Linked DNA regions of Danio rerio: region 1 is linked to region 2. Evidence: chromatin contacts called from public HiChIP or PLAC-seq data. All regions are on one chromosome and are shown on one strand. The core of a region is the stretch at or near the end of the contact, and the rest is flanking DNA. Distances in the headings are between cores, read along the strand shown.

The links. HiChIP or PLAC-seq counts read pairs in DNA pulled down with a chosen protein or histone mark.
Region 1: a contact with region 2 is called in an H3K4me3 HiChIP or PLAC-seq map of embryo, with 2.6 times the contacts expected there. The contact joins the promoter of higd1a here to the promoter of slc22a23 in region 2. A contact is called at or near these places in 2 of 4 datasets of contacts at active chromatin or transcription factors (embryo and gastrula embryo).

What each region holds. Positions count from the first base shown.
Region 1 is chr2:2,320,167-2,322,866 of GRCz12tu, reverse strand. It overlaps higd1a (HIG1 hypoxia inducible domain family, member 1A), which reads right to left and starts at 1,422. Exons shown (of 4, transcript NM_200100.2): 1 at 1,321-1,422; 2 at 552-632. The coding sequence starts at 627.
Region 2 is chr2:2,246,288-2,248,988 of GRCz12tu, reverse strand. It overlaps slc22a23 (solute carrier family 22 member 23), which reads left to right and starts at 1,415. Exons shown (of 10, transcript NM_001351708.1): 1 at 1,415-2,301. The coding sequence starts at 1,900. It overlaps LOC141377659 (a long non-coding RNA gene), which reads right to left. Exons shown (of 3, transcript XR_012390145.1): 3 at 1,450-2,701.

The sequences.
Region 1 (2,700 bases), core at 173-2,672, 74 kb before region 2:
TTAATTATTTTGCCTTCAACTATCAAAAAACGTGCAATAAAACTTCTCCGTACAGTAAAATTCAGCCTCTTATTCATTCCTGAGCCAAAAAATGACTAACATTCATCTTTAAACATGATTTACAGTAAGACTCCCACTAAAATGTAATTCTGAGTAACAGTAGTTCATATCTAGAACAAGAATCATTTGATTTCATGATAAAAGAAAATGTATGGATCACAGTACAGCCACAAACACTAATTCACTGCCAGTTTTACTCTCTATACGTTGCCATTAACCTTTAAACCACTAGGCTTGCCTAAAAATCGCTTAGAATATGATCAAATTTAGGATGATCATTTATTATTTGAGAGACATTCAAAAGCACAGAATGAGATTGTTGTTTTATCTGAATATTAATACATCCGTTACACACGTTGACAATTTATCTTCTCAAACATTGAAATACTGAAAACTTTTAATAAAAAAACTTAACAAATAGAAACCCCATGAACCGAAAATAAAAACATGACCAATTTCATATCTAATATTAATAATTCACAACAGTTTACCTGCAGGGACGAATGGATTCTGCTTGATTTTTCTCATCAACTTGGACTCATTGTCTTCGTATCCAATGTCGCTCATCTTGGCTAAAATGAAAAATTATAGGGGGAAAACAACGATTAGAAATTATTAAAGGTCATAGTGTAATTCTCTGCAGAAATTTTTAATTTGGAATTTTTTATTATGCTTATTTTGTGCCGCTGCCAGGTTTCCACTTGTATTAAGCCAAATATAATATAGTTAAACAAACCGGCCAATAAATAAGTCAAACACAATTCACATTGATGCTAACTATATTAAACTGTGCTGAACAATAAAAAATTAAATTAAATTAATTAATTAAGGAGGAAATTATTTTAAAAATGTGATGTTAGGCTATTTGTGAGCGGTATCAAGAAACGGTTAATCATAAATAAGAGTGGATAACGAAAATCAATCAGTTTATCTGAATAACCGAGTTCAAAACTGATACTCATGTCATATATGAAGGTCAAGCGATGCGTTCAGGCCGTTTTAAAATATAGATTTTACACGGTTTAAATTAAAACAACAGCGTATATGTGTAATAAAACTAGCAAACATACAAGAAAATAATCTTTTAATTTAAATTTGACTATCAAATTCGATGTAAGTGGAGCCATTTCCTCCTCACAAGTCTCCAAAAACACACAAAAATCACTCTCGTTATGCCTTATATAAGATTATCTTGGATAATCTAAGCTTTAAATATATGAGGCTAAATATTTAGATGTTATAATAAGATGTAAGACATACCTATATAAGTATTTCCCACTGTAGAGAAGAAAAGCTGCTCTCTTTTCGCCGGTTCAACTGCTGCGTGTGACTGTCGGCGTGCCGGGAACACTGTGATGTAACATAGCTTACGTCAAAGTGACGCAACTGTCAGGCAATGCGCGCGACAAAATAAAAGTCTACAACAAGGCGACTTTCCAGCGCAGCTGGGAGATCACACATTTGGAAATATCCATCCCCTTTAATCCCAATTATTTTTGTACTTTAAATCAGCTGTAAAAAATTCAAAGTAATTATTCACACACATTTCTAAAATCATAATTTAAATGTTATACCTTTATTTTGAAGAAATCCGCCTTTTGAAGGAGTTTCAAAGGAATTTTTTTCCCCGCATGTGAGGGGTGTGACCTTATGAGTGCAGCCGAGGTCAGTACTCATCAAAGACAGACTGTAATTCACATTTAATTGTCATAAACAGGAAAGGGCGTCTTCGTACTGTATTTATTTATGTTTATTTTGATTAATTAAACGCGTTTACATTAAACTGCGGTACTCATGTAGTCTATTTATGCATATGACTGTCACTCAGTGTCTAAATCTTGTAATAAATAAACATTTTACAGCAGTGTATCTGAAATCTGCAGTTCGTAATTGACGTCAGATAAACTGTGTTTGCTGAAGCCTTCTGCATCAATTCTATTTTGCATATTAATGCGCTAATTTAAATAAAATCAAAGGAAACACGAATTGATGACGTACTTAAAAGTCACAATGCATCTTATGTCTTTGCCTAAACAATGTAAAACATGAATAAATAAATAAAAATAACACTTTCCACTACTTTTACAGTCGAAATATAATCACCGATCATTATTTAATTTGGAGTATATTTCTAGTTCTGCTTCTTAATGCGGTTGAATACATAAATAGGCTGGAATCTGTAGCCTTTAAATGTGTGTTGTCTGAACTCAAACATGTATTTAAATGAACATTCGGTGCTCTGGATCAACTGTAATACTTATATGACTCGATAGATGGCTTACAATGTTGAGCTGAGTCACTGTGACTCTATATAAGCTCTGTTCGCTTAATACACCAAGTTTAACAATATATATTTATTTTATTTTCGGCTTAGTCGCTTTATTAATCAGGGGTCGCCACAGCAGAATGAACCGCCAACTTATCCAGCATTTGTTTTCACACTCTTCCAGCTGCAAACGAAAACATCCATGCACTCCCATTCACACACATACACTACGGATAATTTTAGCTTATTCAATTCGCCTATAGCGCATGTGTTTGGACTTGTAGTGGAAACCGGAGCACCCGGAGGAAACCCATGCCAAAACGGGAGAACATGCAAACTCCACACAGAAATGCCGAGGCTCAAACCAGCAACCT
Region 2 (2,701 bases), core at 166-2,665:
TAGCCACTACACCACAGTTTAGCTAAAGCAAAAATAAGCTACAGTGTTTATTATGCATCAGTTTGCTATAGTTAATGCTACAGTATGATTTAGCATTCATTACAAGCTTTTACTGTTTAAAAACTATAGTATTTACTATTAATTACTATAGTATTATTTAATGTGGGAACAGTATAAAGCGTTCTATGTGAAGATACAGAGTAGCTAACAGGGGCGGACTGGCCATCTGGCAAATGCCAGAAGGGCCGGACCATTTTTTAAATGTGGGCCGGTCAGTTATTTTTATTTTATTTTATTTTTTTCATATGTATTGTTTTTTAAATGTAGGCAGCTTTTATCTCTTGCGAGATGTGAATATTATGATGATGATGATGGTGATAATAGTAAGAATAATAGTCAATGTTAAGCATTGGCCCAATCGGCAACAACCGGCTGGTTTCGAGATGGGCCGACCCAATCTGAGGTTACGCAGACGTAATCAAAATCTGGCAAGAATGTCAAACAAACAGTAAGTGCAACACAAGCTAATTGACAGAGATGGACCATAAAAAGGGAAAAGCAGTCAAGTCAGACAATGCTAAATACATAAAATTTACTGAACTAGTCCCGAAAGGGGGCAGTGCAGTGGCGCAGTGGTTAATGCTGTCGCCTCACAGCAAGTAAGTCGCTGGTTTGAGCCTCATCTGGGTCAGTTGGTGTTTCTGTGTGGAGTTTGCATGTTCGCGTGGGTTTCCTTCTGATTCAAGTCCAAACACATGCTGTAGGTGAATTGGGTAGGCCAATTGGGAATTGGGTAACCCAGTAATGGGTTGCAGCTTTGAGGGCATCCACTGTGTAAAACATATGCTGGATAAGTTGGCGATTCCCAGATTAATAAAGGGATTAAGCCGAAAAGAAAATGAATGACATGATTGCATATATAAATGGGTTGTTTTTGTTCCAGTCACACACATCAAATGTTTAAATATCTCTTAAATAGGTACCGCTTATATCATTTTACCATCTGTACACCAATATAAGTAGTGAATGTGCGTGTCCTTGGGTGGGGCTGTGTCGGTGTGATAATGTGGGCTGGTGTGGCTACAGTGCCAGGGCTGATTTTTAGTCCCAGTTCGGCCCTGGTAGCTAACATTGAGGCTAAATAAATACTGATATTTTTGACACTCCACTTGCCATTTGCATACACCTGCTGCCGGGTTGATCCGGTAGAGAGCAGCAGACACTGCTAAATAAACACAGAACAGTCATTAATACATTAAACAACCAAATAAACAACAACAAGCAGCATTTAATTCTTAAATATATAACACTTTTTTTGTTTAGCACGATTTGTTAGAGAAGCATATTAGCGTTAGTAGAGCACTGACAGGAATCAATGCCATCCAATGAATGCGGTGCTGTCGAAGTTCCGCCCTCAGCGAATGTGTGTGTGTGTGTGTAGCCTTTGTATGTGTGTGTGTGTGTGTGTTTGTTCGGTCATTGTGATCCCCGGAGATCTCCAAGCTGAAGTAACTCGGTAATTTGTGGGAGAACGGGAGATTCCTGCGCTCACCGAGTGGATCATGGTGATGACGTCAGGCGACGGCGGTGGCGGCGGGTCTGCGTGCACCGGGACAGGTGTGTTACCTGTGGCTGCATACTGCTGGATCTCCAACATGCCCATTAAAATGAACTGCATTTCCTGAATGCGTTTTTAATATGATTACCTATTTATTTGCGGCTACTGACGCCTTCGACTTTTAGTCTATTGATTGATCGCGAGCAGTTCGTGACGCTTTGCAAACGCGTGAAGACACGCAAAAAAAAACCACTCCCTGAGCACTGGATGTCAAGCGCGCTTTTGGAGAGGAGAAAATCACGTTTATTCGGTGTGACGCATCACCGGGACCGGACTGCAGCATGTGCGAGACGGTGATGGCCGTTTCTCAGCTGGACACCGAGTCCCACGCACCGGAGAACGGATTTGTGACCCCCGAAACTAGTAAATCTCCGGGGCTGCTCTCGCAGACTGACGGCGGCGTTTTACCGAGTGTGGGTGGATTTGGGAAGTATCAGAAACAGCTGATCGTTTTAACGTGGATCCCGGCCATTTTTATAGGCTTCAGCCAGTTTTCTGACAATTTTCTCCTGACTAATCCGTGTCCTGAGCCGCATAATAACAGCAGCCAGCTCCTGACTGTTGCTCCGACCGCCGTTAGCACCGTGTTTACCGGTGTAAATACCGAGGCGGCATCGCAATGCAACTGCACGCCGTCCAGCTATAAACTGCAAAACGGATTAGAGCAAAATATTGTCACCAAGGTAAGTGGAGTCATCCCTGAGCTACAATGTTAGGTGGCATAGGCTAATTTAAAAGGAACCAACTTGAAGGGGTAGTTCACACAGACATGAAAATACTGTCATCAAATTCTGTCACTATCTTGAGCTGTTGTTCTGCTGAACTCAAATGAAGATATTCTGAACAATGTTGGACACCATTGACATCTATATAAGCACATATTATTGAAGTCAATGGTTACCGGTTTCCAACAATATATCTTCATTTTCTCTATGTTCAACACAACAACAACAACAAAAAACTTGAGGCTGAATGAATGATGACAAATCTCAATTTTGGATTAACTTTCCCTTTAAAAGGATATTAAACATGAAAATTCTGTCTGTTCACTCACTATTTCAATAAATAATGAGTGAATGTTCA